2 separate regions of the Sus scrofa genome follow, and region 2 is linked to region 1. Evidence: chromatin contacts called from public Hi-C data. All regions are on one chromosome and are shown on one strand. The core of a region is the stretch at or near the end of the contact, and the rest is flanking DNA. Distances in the headings are between cores, read along the strand shown. Region 1 has its middle 15 kb from the start of TRNAE-UUC. Region 2 overlaps LOC110260343 (a long non-coding RNA gene).

What was found. Hi-C and Micro-C count contacts between places; a contact is called where the count stands out from the background.
Region 2: a contact with region 1 is called in a Hi-C map of liver, with 9 times the contacts expected there. The contact joins two enhancer-like sites. A contact is called at or near these places in 1 of 5 promoter capture datasets (liver) and 7 of 47 Hi-C or Micro-C datasets (embryonic fibroblasts, heart right ventricle, liver and 1 more).

What each region holds. Positions count from the first base shown.
Region 1 is chr4:107,188,264-107,194,982 of Sscrofa11.1, forward strand. No RefSeq gene overlaps it. Among named protein-coding and RNA genes, the nearest start is that of TRNAE-UUC, 15 kb to the left of the region's middle. Within about 2 kb of position 2,323, at least 5 of the 83 cell types and tissues checked have an H3K27ac peak or open chromatin away from gene starts, as enhancers often do. A contact at or near this core is called in liver, where this site is marked.
Region 2 is chr4:107,328,366-107,335,084 of Sscrofa11.1, forward strand. All of the region lies in intron 1 of LOC110260343 (a long non-coding RNA gene), which reads right to left. Among named protein-coding and RNA genes, the nearest start is that of TRNAE-UUC, 150 kb to the left of the region's middle. Within about 2 kb of position 4,311, at least 6 of the 83 cell types and tissues checked have an H3K27ac peak or open chromatin away from gene starts, as enhancers often do. A contact at or near this core is called in liver, where this site is marked.

The DNA.
Region 1 (6,719 bases), core at 1,073-3,572:
TATGGCCTGCAAACCTGAAATATATATCATCTGATCCTTTAGAGAAAATGTTTTCTGACCCAGGTCTAGTCGACTCCTTGGTGCTTCCTTCCTTGCAGTGTCTGTTTCCATATGTACGTGTTCACTTGACACTTTTATATTGTCTTTGTTCCATCCAGTTAATAAACTCCTCATGAGTATGAGGCTTGTGTTCTACTTCTCAAATATCTCTTTCTATTACCTAAATATCAACGCTCACAGTTTCCTTAAAATATCCTCTTGTTTCAGAGGTCAAGGAGAGAGGCCATCCTTCACGTTGTGAAGGGAAAAGAACTGTTCCAAGGTCCCAAGAGTAATGCAAACATTTCCTTGCAGAGAAAAAGTCTATCCCTTTGGGAAGATGCCTGAGGTAGCGCAAGTGAGCCGGACCCTATGGGGCCTTCCCAGGAAAAGCCCTGCCCCCATATCTTCTGCTGTGGCTCCTCTCGGAAATACCAGGATGATAATATCTCTCAGGCACATTTCCTGAGTTGTGTTTCAGATACTAAAATCCACCACCACATGGAAGAAATTATCTGCTTGGTGATCATGACCACATAGCCCCCAGACCTATTGGAGCCTAAGGATTAATAATGTTTACCCCTGTGATCCCGCCCTGTAACCGTGCCATCAACCAATCAGAATTGTACATGAGCTGAGCATCTACCCCAGAGCCCTGCTACCTCACTTGGCCTTTAAAAATGCTTTGCCGAACAAACAAACAAACAAACAAAAAAAGGAGTTCCCTTCGTGGCTCAGTGGTTAATGAATCTGACTAGGAACCATGAGGTTGTAGGTTCGATCCTGGCCTTGCTCGGTGGGTTAAGGATCTGGCTTTGCTGTGAGCTGTAGTGTAGGTTGCAGACACGGCTTGGATCCCGTGTTGCTGTGGCTCTGGCGTAGGCCGGTGGCTACAGCTCCAACTGGACCCCTAGCCTGGGAACCTCCATATGCATCGAGTGCGGCCCTAGAAATGGCAAAAAGACAAAAAACCAACCAACCAACCAAACAAACAAAAAAAAATGCTTTGCTGAAACCCTTCCTGGAGTTCAGGGGTTTGGAGCATTCGCCACCTGTTCTCCTTGCTTGGCCCTGAAATAAGCCTTTCTCTGCTCCAAACTACATTTCCATTGTGTGGCCTCACTGTGCCTTGGGCACACAAACCTGAGTTTGGGAACCGTACCTCAGTAATTGCTGAATAAAGTCATCTCGATATTTTAGAGAAATGATACGTGAGATTAAGGACAAAATGTCCAAAGAATGATGATGACAAAGATCTTGCTCCTGAAAATACATCTAAGCTGAGAGTAACTCACCAGCCAAGAGAGGCTGATCCAGCTCTCAGGTTCCTGAAGATGCAAAAAGGTCACCCATTTGAAGAACTGAGGAATTCCATGCCTGAACAGTCATTACATTTCTTTTAATGAATGAGAAGAATGTTTGCCCAAGATAGAAACCAATCCTATTATCAAAAAAAAAAAAAAAAAAAAAAAGGCAGCTGGAGCAAGAATTTGAAAGGCAAACAATCCTTATTTACATAATAGAACATTGGAAGAACAACAAGGCTAAGCAAGAGCAGAAATTCTTTAAAGGAATCTTTTGGAGAGAGGAGAAGATTCCTTACTTAACAGTAGGTTCAAGAGCCTGAAAATGATGAGAACAGGGGGCAAGGAAGGGGCTGAATGTCTCATTGATATGTATTGATACTTACGGTCAGCCAATGCCCCCACTGCTGGCTTCCAGAAAGTAGGTTCTGTCCCCTTTGCCTCCACTAACAAAAACATCGGATGGACTTCCACTTTGAAAAATGCTATCATTTAAGACCAATTACAAAGAATAAAACTTTTACTTGAAATTCTTTAAATATGTTCAATTCTTCATCTAGCACATAGCGATATATACATATTGATATATTTAGAAATATTTAGAAATAATTATTCAGACAATTCCAACAAAAAATGCCCCATACCTGCTTTTTTGTGTTCTTTTCCTAGATCTATTAATGATTATATGAAAGCCTAAAATAATGTTTATTGTTTGCCTCAGTAATTGCTTCACGTGGGCAGTAGCAATCACTGCAAAATTATTAGTTTCCTCTGTTATTTTTAGTGAAATGTTACAGTGACCTAATCAATTTAGTTAGTTTTGTAGATTATTAATAGGACTGTTGCATAAGACCTTCCCTTCTGGATCGAGCTTTACAAATTCTCTCCAGAGCAAGTATCCAGCTAACAGCTCTTTAGTGTGTGACTGTTCATTTACATGTACACACTCATGCTTGTGTATTGCTTAAGGCAGGTGAATCAAGCTAACCCTTACAGGCTGCGTGATGAGTGATAACACAAGTGCCACTTTATTCTTTTTTACCTGGGAGGGGCAGAGCCCTGGTGAAGGAAAACTTTACCAGTCAACCTGGGACTGGCCCCTGGACCCACCGAGCTTCTGTTTTTTCAATCTATACAGTGGAAATAGTAATATAGAGAGAGATGTTGCTAGAGCAAACTTTTTTAACATTGTAACTGTGAATGGACCAATCACGAAGGGATAGCACAGAAAGGATTAGCATATTTGCAAAATACCTTGTCCTCCATTGGACCCCAGATTGTCTTGGAATGATTCACTGTCTGGGGAAGAATGTCATCAGTAATGGAATCGGTAAGAAAATAGAATCGGTAAGAAAATACAATTGACCCTTGAACAGCACACGTCTGACCTTCGTGGGTGCTCTTGTACCTGGATTTTTTTTCTTAAATATACAGTTGACCCTCTCTGCAGGTTTCACATCCATGGATTCAGCCAACTGCAGACAACTGAGGATCAAAATTTCTATACTCAGTTCACTGAATCCTCTGATATGAAATCTGAGGACGTGGAAGTGGCTCTAGGGGTGGATAACTGTGGATGCTAAGACTCCTCCTTCACTAATAGAGGAGCCCTCTGGACGGTCTCGCCATTTCTCACAGCAGTTCGATTTCTCCAAACTCCTGTAACTATGCCTCTTTTACTTATTTTACTTATTTTATTTATTTATTTATTTATTTATTTATTGGTCTTTTTGTCTTTTTAGGGCCGCACCCACAGCATATGGAGGTTCCCAGGCTAGGGATTTAACTGGAGCTACAGCTGTCGGCCAACACCACAGCCACAGCAACTCGGGGTCTTGCCGCATCTGTGACCTACACCACAGCTCCTGGCCTGCAACCTCATGGTTACTAGTCTGGTTCATTAACCACTGAGCCATGATGGGAACTCCTTTTTTTTTTTTTTTTTTTTTTTTAACTATGCCTCTTTTAAAACTTGCAGCTCTAGTGGTCATTCTCCAAAGTCTAAATCAGGATGTATAATTTAACCTGAGATTTTTGACCCATGACCAAGTATAAGAGATATTTTGTGAGCTGTATTGTGGACACCAAATTATAGGAACTTCTGGGACTTTTTTATTTTTTAATGGGAAAGAATCAGAATATTTGAAATCTAAAGCATCCTTAATGATCAAGGATTTCTGGACATGATGCTCCCGACAGATAACCCATAATATCCAGTTTTTAGAGGCAAAGTTCACCTGGGAATACAGAAAAATCATCTGCAACTGAGATAATACCAGCTTTAATGAGACAGATGTGCGTTTTAGCTAGTAAATTAAAACGAAGAAAAGGCAGAAAAGCGAACACCCCTTTATCATGAAGAGATTGTCTCAGAATTTCCGTCTGCATCCTGTGACCCAGTGAAGGCACTGCTCCCCTTTCTGATGTGTCTTAGGTTGAAAAAAGAGGTCTGGGGTGAGAGGCGGGGAGGGATAGGGAAGGAATGATCAAAAAGGCAAGAAATCTGTGGTGTAAACTACAGATCAACTATTACAGAACATCTCATGTGAATAATAGCTGTTATTCTTAGTTTGCTATACACTTTGCGAATGTGGCTTTTGAATAGCATTGGGGTCTATCAGATTGAGTAGGGGTAAAGGCAGGGAGGGGAAAGACAGGTGAAAATTCTATTTTTAGCAAAAACACGGAAGAAAAAAGGTTTGGGTTTGCATGCAAATTTAGCTTCCTAGTAACCAAGGCAAAGAGGAAAATAACGACGAGCTATGTGACTTCTTTTCTCTAGAAGAAGCAAGCAGGCCAATTACTCAGCAGAGGCAAAGCTTTTCTGACACTGAGCTCTGAAAATAATTTGTCACAGAGGCTTTTGAATAAAGGACCTTGAACGATTTAATGGATGGTATTTTCTAGTTACGCGGTTTTACATGCATTGGAGAGCTGAGCTGTTAGAGAAGTGCCCTTTCATGCAGGATAGGAAAGACAATCTTTTTCTCTCCCTTTCACCCAAACACCTACATCCGAGTCCAGGCACGCAGGCCTTCAAAGGGGCATGGCTATGGCGAAACCACAATTACATCATTACTCACAGCTTTTCAGGGAGGTGATAAGAGGTGCGCTCCCTTTGAAGCTGGAGTAACCATTCATCCTGTCCCAGCAGCCTATATACCGAACACGGGATTTGCGGCAGCTGTTTCGTTGTGCTGCCTATGCTGACATTCCTTCTCTCAAAAAGGAGTAAGAAAAAAATTAAAGGAAGGGAAGAAAGGTGCTCATACAATCTCTTCCACCAGCCAGGTTTGTGGCTGGAGTTGGTCTTGGCCTGAAGGAAAGATCTGAATCTCCATGCTGTGACCCTAAGGGGGCAGGAAGGTGATGGCAGGACAGATGAAATACTAGGTCCACTGGGTTCTTGGTGTTTTATAAAACATGACAACTTCCAAGAGAGAAAGGTGAGATAATAGCACAGGGGACTGTGTGGCTCAGAACGGCAGCTTCAGGGCTTGCCTGCTTACAAAAGATGCATCCAAACAAAATCTGAACAAGCCACTGGCCGGTGCTAGTGGATTAACACTGGGCTGGATCCCACATGCTGAGATTTCAAAGTTCCTTTGAAGTGAGCATATTAGGACATCACTGTCCAAATCATACCGCTTGAGTAAAATCGAGATGTTTCCTAATCGCTCTGCAAGGGAAGAAGTGTTGATTCATTCCTTAGGATCTCATAAGGAGGAGGAAAAAAAAAATCTTTCTTCATGACAAACACAGAAATAAGAATATCCCATAATGGATAAAAAAAGGACATGTAAGGTACATGGATTTGCCAAAGGTGATTTTTGTTTTTTCTTCTAAAGATTCAGTTGCTTTCGGGAATTCCTAACACTTCTGTTCCCTCAATGGGGGCCTCCATCTTCATAGACCTAATATGAGGGTCGTTTCTTTCAAATATTAAAATTCAACTCGTCATTCAAGTGGCCGTTTTCATTCTTGATTTTGTTCATGTTCCTTTAGTGACTCTCAGGCCGAGGGGCACAAAGTCCTCGGGAGGAGGGGTTAGTCTCGTGCTTCCTCTCAGGGTCACTCAGCTTGGCTTAAGGACGAGGCTGTGTGAGGCCTGGGAGGACATAAAGGTGAGGGACAGTTCTGTCCCCAAGGCCCTCCGGGGTCAGAGCCTGACTTAGGCCACAAACTGGAAGTTCCCAGCTTTGCAGGTGTAAAGGCAGAACAACAGACTGAGTTCCTGGAGAAGTTTCTTTCTTTCTTTCTTTTTTTTCCTAAACAACATCAGTGCTTCTTAGAAAAGCTACAAACAAATCACACCAAAATAAATAAGGAATGTATCACACTCATTAACGCGTATGTAATAGAAACGCGCTGCTATTTAAAGGTGGCGGTAGCATGTGCATGTGACTCTGATGACTTTCCTGCTCTCACATCTGTGCATATTTATAAACCTGTCTCAGCACAGAAACATGCATCACCACTGATCCCTTGAAAGCAGCCGAGGTTACGGCGTGGGGGATGAACACGAAATGTAACTACGAGATGAAGCTTCTTAAAAGGTCAGTGGGGTGGAGAATAGCAATTGTTCCGGCTGAGCAATTCTCCACAATTCATTTTTGATGCAATGACTAATTATTGTGATTATTGTCATCAGCAAAGCCTCCTTCAGAGCTAAACGCGTTCGTTTTCTCTTTTCCTCCCAAAAAAGTATTTTCAGCCTTGGAGGAATTCCGTATGTTTTCTACCTATACTTAGGAAGAGTGCTCTTGTATGTTCCGACAAATGGTGAACTACCAGAGAGGGAGTCCACTCTCCCCGCTGCTCTGCTGCCTGTGAGGCAGTAGTTCTCTCTTCTATCTGTTCTAGAAAGTCAACTGGGGCTGAAGGAAAATAGTTGATAATTTCCTCCCCTGACCTTGAGGACCCACGGACTCACAGCCTGTAGCCAATAAGCTACAGTTTGAAGAGCTGACACTCACGGCAATGGAAGGAAGGAAGATGTGGAGAAATTGTAGGTTTAAAAAAAAAATTATTTTGGAGTTCTCATTGTGGCTCAGTGGGTTAGGAACTGGACTAGTATCCATGAGGATACCCCACTAAGTGGGTTAGGGATCCCTCATTGCTGCAAGCTGTGGTGTAGGTCACAGACTCAGCTTGGATCTGGCGTTGCTGTGGCCGTGGTGTAGGTCAGCAGCTGCAGCTCCAATTCAACCCCTAGCCTACAAAGGTCCATATGCCCCAAGTGCAACCCTAAAAAAAAAAAAAAAAAAGAAAAATTGTTTTTAGTCCCTAAAAGATGACTGTCTACAGTTTTACAGATTTATATCAAATATGTCCTCTTTACTGAGCATTTTTTTCTAAAGAACTTGCAGGAGAGAG
Region 2 (6,719 bases), core at 3,061-5,560, 140 kb after region 1:
TTTACCTTCTAAATAGGTAATGTGTGCACATAGGACAATGTTTAGTAAGGAAAAGGCCAACCGTGAAGTTAAAGCCTTGCTCCCGGAAATCCCCAGAGACTTGGTTCCTTCTCCGTCACCCTCACTTCACCCACTCTGACCAGCTCTTGCGTGTCCTTCAAAGATATCCTCATTCAGGCAGATAACGTAAGAGAAGGAATGTCTACATGCGACTGGGTCACCTTGCTGTACAGCAGAAATTGAAACGACATTGTAACTCAACCATACTTTAATACTAAAAAAGATTTTATATATATATGTATTATATATGTTAGGGTTATATGTATGTATATGACCACAGGTGCCTCCCTCAAGGAAAAAGAATGCTGGGAGTGAACCCTCAGCCCTCTCTAGGCTTCGGGTTAAACCTTTGGAGCTCAGATACCCAGGGGAGTATGTTTTCATTTTTCCTGGGAGCTGGTGAGGGGTCCTAAAAAGCGTGCTCAGTCTAGAATCTGGCAGGACTACGTTCAAGTTCATGCTGGGGACAGGTGACCTGACCTCTCTGAACTGTTGCCGCCCCTGAAAACGGAGGCCAGTGTCCCCACGTCCAAGGACTGCCCTGAGGACGATGTAAGAGAATAAAGGTAAAACATCTGGCACATTTGCCATCCTTCCTCATGCCCCCTCCCGCAACAAGAACCTAAAGTTTTCCCAGTGTGCGTCTAGGAATGCAGAGAAAAGGAAAAGCAAACTCCCCGCATCTACATGCTGTTCAGTGATCAGCTTTGACCTAATTCTACTTCAAAGCGTTTCCTTCTCTTTCCTCCCTCCCACTACCTCCCACCCAGCTGCCAAGTATAGAGGATACACGAAAACTTGAGCCAAATGGGAACCTGGAATGTTAAAGCCTTTGAGAAAACAGCTGTTTGTTTGTTCATTTATTACCGTGGTTTTGCCCCTGTCTCATTTGATTACCGGAGCCTGCCGGGAAGAATAAGAATCCTTTCCACTTGGACTAGGCTACCCAGGGATCCCCCATCCTTGACTGCCCTCTGCAACAGCTCTGGAACGAGGCACAACTGCGGGGCAGAGATGAAATGGTTTGGCTAAGAGGCACAAGGCAGGAATGGGGCTAGAACCCAGGTCTTCACCGATTTCCTTGGCTTTTGTTGCCTCTAGTAGTTTTTATTTGTTTGTTTGTTTGTTTTGTCTTTTTAGGGCCACACCTGCGGCATATGGAGGTTCCCAGGCTAGGGGTCAAATCGGAGCTGCAGCTGCCCGCCTATGCCGCAGCTACAGCAACACCAGATCCGAGCCATGTCTGCAGCCTACACTGCAGCTCACGGCAATACCAGATTCTTAACCCACTGAGCGAGGCCAAGGATCAAACCCACATCCTCCTGGATACTAGCCAGGTTCATTACCACTGACTGACAACAGGAACTCCCTCTAGTAGTTTTTATGTGTCATCACTACTGCATCAGTTTAGGATGCATTTGGCTGTAAGCAACAGAAAACCCAGGCCACACTTGCTCATGTAACTGGACATGCAGAGGCTGGATGCCTTCCTCTGAATCAGCCAAGGACAGTGGCCCTGGGCTCTCTCTGCTCCTCTCCTGTTCCTTCCCTCCTCTGTGTATTGGCTTCATGTTCAGGCTGGTTTCCCACGTGCCCAAATGATTTATTGTGCTCCAAGCTCCACACCAGCACATCGCAGTGTCCACAGGAAATGAGAGCCTCTTCTTGTGTCCGTTTTCTAAACGAGGAAGATTCTTCCTAAGAAGTCCCAGCAAACAGTGCTGTTGCACCTCATGTTCTCAAACTGGAGCAAACATCTCTCATACTTGTCATCACACTGGCTCTTTCGAACACTCATCCTTTGTTAGGACACGTTGAAAATTCTAAGTCCCACCTCCCCAAGGTAGAAGCCAGAGTCTGCTCTCCTGATGCAGACACGGGACTTTTACTCCAGTTGGTGATGCAAGAAGCGCAGAGCATCAGCCGCCGCCCTCTCCCCTCTTCCGTCCCGCTCCTACAGCACAGGCATCAGTGGTCACAGTAAATTTCTGTTCCTGGCACAGAAGCAGCTGGGGTAGAGCCTGCAGCGCCCGGTTCCAGAGCTTGGTGCTGTCAGCCTTTCTCTCGCAGCTTTGAACGGGGGAGTGGTGTGGGCCAGCTTGGCCTGGAGCCTGGCTCTCCAGCTCTCCCTAGGATCTTCTGAGCCACCCATTGTCCTTTCAGTAAACTTTTAAAGTGCTGAATCACCCAGAGTCAGCTTCTGTTACTGCAGCTAAGAGCCTGACTGATCCACCCGCCTGTGCCTGAGCACATGGCCAGGGCTGGACCCGTGCCCTTTTCTACTGGCACACACCTGGTTCGTGAGCCAGTAATATGGGCCAGAGGGTTGGGATTGCCCTACATCAATCAAGACTCCTCCACCAATCAGCTCCAAAGTTCAGGGGGAACTCAGAGTCCCGGGAAGCATGGGGCGGGGGGGTGGTATGTGTGTGAAACCGTCGTGAAAATTGGGACTGTGTGAGAGGGGAAGCGTGGATGCTTCTTGGGCGGCTGACAATCTACCAAGCCCTGCTGTGAGGCTCTGCAGCTAAATGTGTTCTCTGCCGACGCTACACAAGGTAGGTGCTATCCTCACTTAATGGACATGGAAAGAGACACGGAGATATTAAGTACAGGATAATAAAATTAATCAGCTCAAATTCAAATTAGGTCTTTGGACTCCAAAGTCATTTGTTTATTTATTTAGTGTTTTTTGTTTTTGTTTTTGCTTTTGGCCATGCCCGCAACATGGAGATGTTCCCAGGTCAGGGATTGAATCCTGTGCCACAACAGTGAGCATTTTGGATCCTTAACCTGCTGGGCTGTCAGGGAATTCCCAAAGTCATTTATACATTCATTTTTCTCCCTCTCAGGTCTGTGGATCTGCTGTGGCTCTCCCAAGACCCCTGGGTTTGGCTCCAGCTGCAGGTGGTGTTCAGACTGGCTCATAAACCTCCTCATTTTTCTTAGACCAGCGGCTACCCAGAGGCTACCCAGGCTCTCAAGGCAGATGGAGAAAGGCATGAGGCCAAGTGAATTGCGCAAGCATAACCCAGCTTTGCTGGCCTCATGTCCACTAACAATTCATTGGCCAAATCAAATCACATGGCCATGCCCAGCATCAAGGGGACAAGGAAATATCCCTCACCTGTTCTGGTAACAGGTATTGCCAAGTCAAATGGCAAAGGTTATGCATGTAGAGTAACTAGAACAGGGAAAGGGCAAAGAATGGAGAATAATAATTCAGTCTGTATGATGTGGCATTGTTTTTTCTCAACTACTTTTTGCCCATAATCTTTCAAGATTTCAGTAGGTGTTTATTGAGCATCTACTCTGTGTCAGGCACTGTTCTACGCAGTGTAGCTACTATGAGGAAAAAGGCAGATTTAGTCCCTTGTTCTCATGGAGATTACAGCCTAGTGAATTCGCCCAGTGTGTGTATATATATCCCTCTCAGGGTCTTCAAAATCTGGCCAAAAGAAGCCAGAAAGGGAGGACAGAAGAATGGAGGAAAAGGAGTTCCCATCGTGGCGCAGTGGTTAACGAATCCGACTAGGAACCATGAGGTTGCGGGTTCCATCCCTGGCCTTGCTCAGTGGGTTAAGCATCCGGTGTTGCTGTAAGCTGTGGTGTAGGTCGCAGACGCGGCTCGGATCTGGCATTGCTGTGGCTGTGGCGTAGGCCGGTGGCTGCAGCTCTGATTAGACCCCTAGCCTGGGAACTTCCATATGCCGCGGGAGCAGCCCTAGAAAAGGCAAGACACAAAAAAAAAAAAGAAAAAAAAGAATGGAGGAAAAGTAGAGATGAGGGGGCAATAGAGAGGCAGAAAGCCCTTCCCCACTTCTAGATCAGTCTGGGGCCCAACCAGAGGCCATCCTATAGCTAAGCCTCCCCACCTGCTCTCCTTACCTCCTCCCCGCTCCGCACTGCGTTCCATCTGCCCCTCCTGCCCCAGGTGTGCTAGGTCTGCTCCTCCAGGAGGCTGGGTCTGGCCCCTCATAATCTGGCCCAGGTGTAGCAGACATTTGTCGTTTGGGGGGTGTTCATTCTCTCCAACTTCACGTCGTTGCCTTCCTTGCCCTTTGGGGAAAACTGCCCGTTGTAGATGGCTGCCCTGCCGCAGTGGGGGCTGAAGTGACCAGATCATGCCTTTCCCTGACCCAGAGCTGTGGGGAGAGGGGGAGTGGATACACAGACCTGACCAACTGCAGACTCTCTCCTAGACTGGGACCTTGGGCGAGAGCCAGCGGGCAGGCTGCCAAGTTGTGCCAGCCCAAGCACTTCCATGGGGTGGCCCTGCCTACGGCTTCATTGCCTGGCCACTGACCGACCGACCGATGGCTCTTGTCCCATTTTCCAGGCCCAGCCCTTCAGCCTCTCCCTTGGAGGATTCTGATATTCTTGCTGGTAATTTCTTCTTTGCTTAAGAGTGTCAGGGAAGATTCTGCTGTTTGCAATCAAGAACCCCATTCAGCAGTTCTCGTTGTGGCTCAGTGGTAACGAACCCAACTAGTGTCCTGAGGATGAGGACCGGGGTTTGATCCCTGGCCCCTCTCAGTGGGTTAAGGATCCAGCTTTGCTCAGAGCTGCGGTATATGTCACAGAGGCAGCTCGGATCTGGCATTTCTGTGGCTGTGGTGTAGGCCAGCAGCTGCAGCTCCAGTTTGACCCCTAGCCTGGGAAGCTCCATATGCCACGGGTGCAGCCCTAAAAAGAAATAACCCCAATCATACCCTATGACCTAGCAATTCCACGTCTAGGTATATATCCAAGAAAAATGCTAAGTCTATGCAAAAATTTGCACATCAGTGTTCATAGCAGCACTCCTCATGATAGCCAAACAGCGAAGACAACTCAAATGTCCATAAACTGATAGATGAGTCACTGAAACGTAGTATATCCATACATTGGATTATCATTAAGCCATACAAAAGCATGAAATATGGATACATGCTACAGCAGGAATGAACTTTGAAAATATTATGCTAAGTGAAAGAAGCCAACACAAAAGACCACATATGATTCCATTTATGAAAAATGTCCAGAACGGATAAATCTACAGAGATAGAAAGTAGATTAGCTATTGCCAGGGCTTGGGGGGAGGGGGATTACTAATGGGGCTGATATTGGTGGTGATAAATATTCTAAAATTTTGCTCAACAAACCCATCTACAAAACAGAAACAGACACACAAACAAGGAGAACAGACTCGTGGCTGCCAAGGCATGGGGGAGGGAGAGGGATGCAACCGGCGTTTGAGGTTCGTAGATGCAAAACAAACTATGACATTTGGAATGGATAAACAATAAGGCCCTGCTGTATAGCACAGGGAGCTCTATCCAATCTCCTGGGATAAACCATAATGGAAAGGAATAAACATTTTTTTAAAAGAGAATGTATACTGGAGGTCCTATCATGGCACAATGGAAATGAATCCGACTAGGAACCATGAGGTTGCAGGTTCAATCCTTGGCCTCGCTCCGTGGGTTAAGGATCCTGTGTTGCTGTGAGCTGTGGTGTAGTTTGCAGACGTGGCTCGGATCTGATGTTGCTATGGTGTAGGCCGGCAGCTGTAGCTCTGATTCGACCCCTAGCCTGGAACTTTCATAAGCTGCAGGTGCGGCCCTAAAAGGCAAAAAAAAAAAAAAAAGAGAGAGAGAGAGAGAATGCATAGGAGTTCCCTGGTGGCTTAGCAGGTTAAGGATTTGTCTTCATCACTGCTGTGGCTCAGGTTCAATCCCTGGCCCAGGAACTTCTACATGCCACAGGCCCAGCCAAATAAACCAAAAAAGAGATCTTTTTAGAACGTAGTACTCTTTTAACTATATCAGAGCAGACCACGGGGCCAGACTTTTTGGGGTGAATGTAACCTGCTGAAACAGGTCGTACATGTAACCGCCACATTTGCCTCTGGGCAGAAACAGTACAGAGAAAGGGACACTAATGTGGCTTCTGTGATGAATTTTTTTTTCTCATCTTTTTAGGGCCGCACCCACGGCATATGGAAGTTCCCAGGCTAGGGTCAATAGAAGCTATAGCCACCGGCCTACACCACAGCCACAGCCACGAAAGATCCAAGCTGCATCTGCAACCTACACAACAGCTCACAGGAATGACAGATCCTTAACCCACTGAGTGACGTCAGGGATCGAACCCGCAACCTCATGGATGCTAGTCAGATTCATTTCCGCTGAGCCACAACCAACGGGAACGCCCTGTGATGGAAATTGTATCCGCTGAATTTCTAGCATTTCTATATGTCAATAATAAACAGTAAAAAAAAAAAAAAAAAAAAACAAAAACAAAAAAAAAAAAACCTGTACTTCATTATACACATTCCACTAATATTTACTAGTTGAAAATTTCTACTCCCCACTAGTCAGGGGCACATCTTTCTTATTCATTCCTGTGTCTGCTGTGCTTGGCCCAGTATTTGGCACAGAGTCGGCCCCCACTGAGTTTCCGTTTAATTTACTAACAGCCTCTTGCCTCCAAGGTCTTCAGGCCCAGGTGTGTGCGGTGGGGAGGTAGAATGAGGCGGGCTAAGACAAGCCCGCAGGCAAGAGCAGGCTCAGCACCGGGTCCAGGCGCCTGCCCTGAAGACAGGAGGAGGCTGGTCAGCCCTTGAGTCCTGTACCCTGCACAGATCGCCAGGGACCCTGAATCCTCTGCCGTGCAGC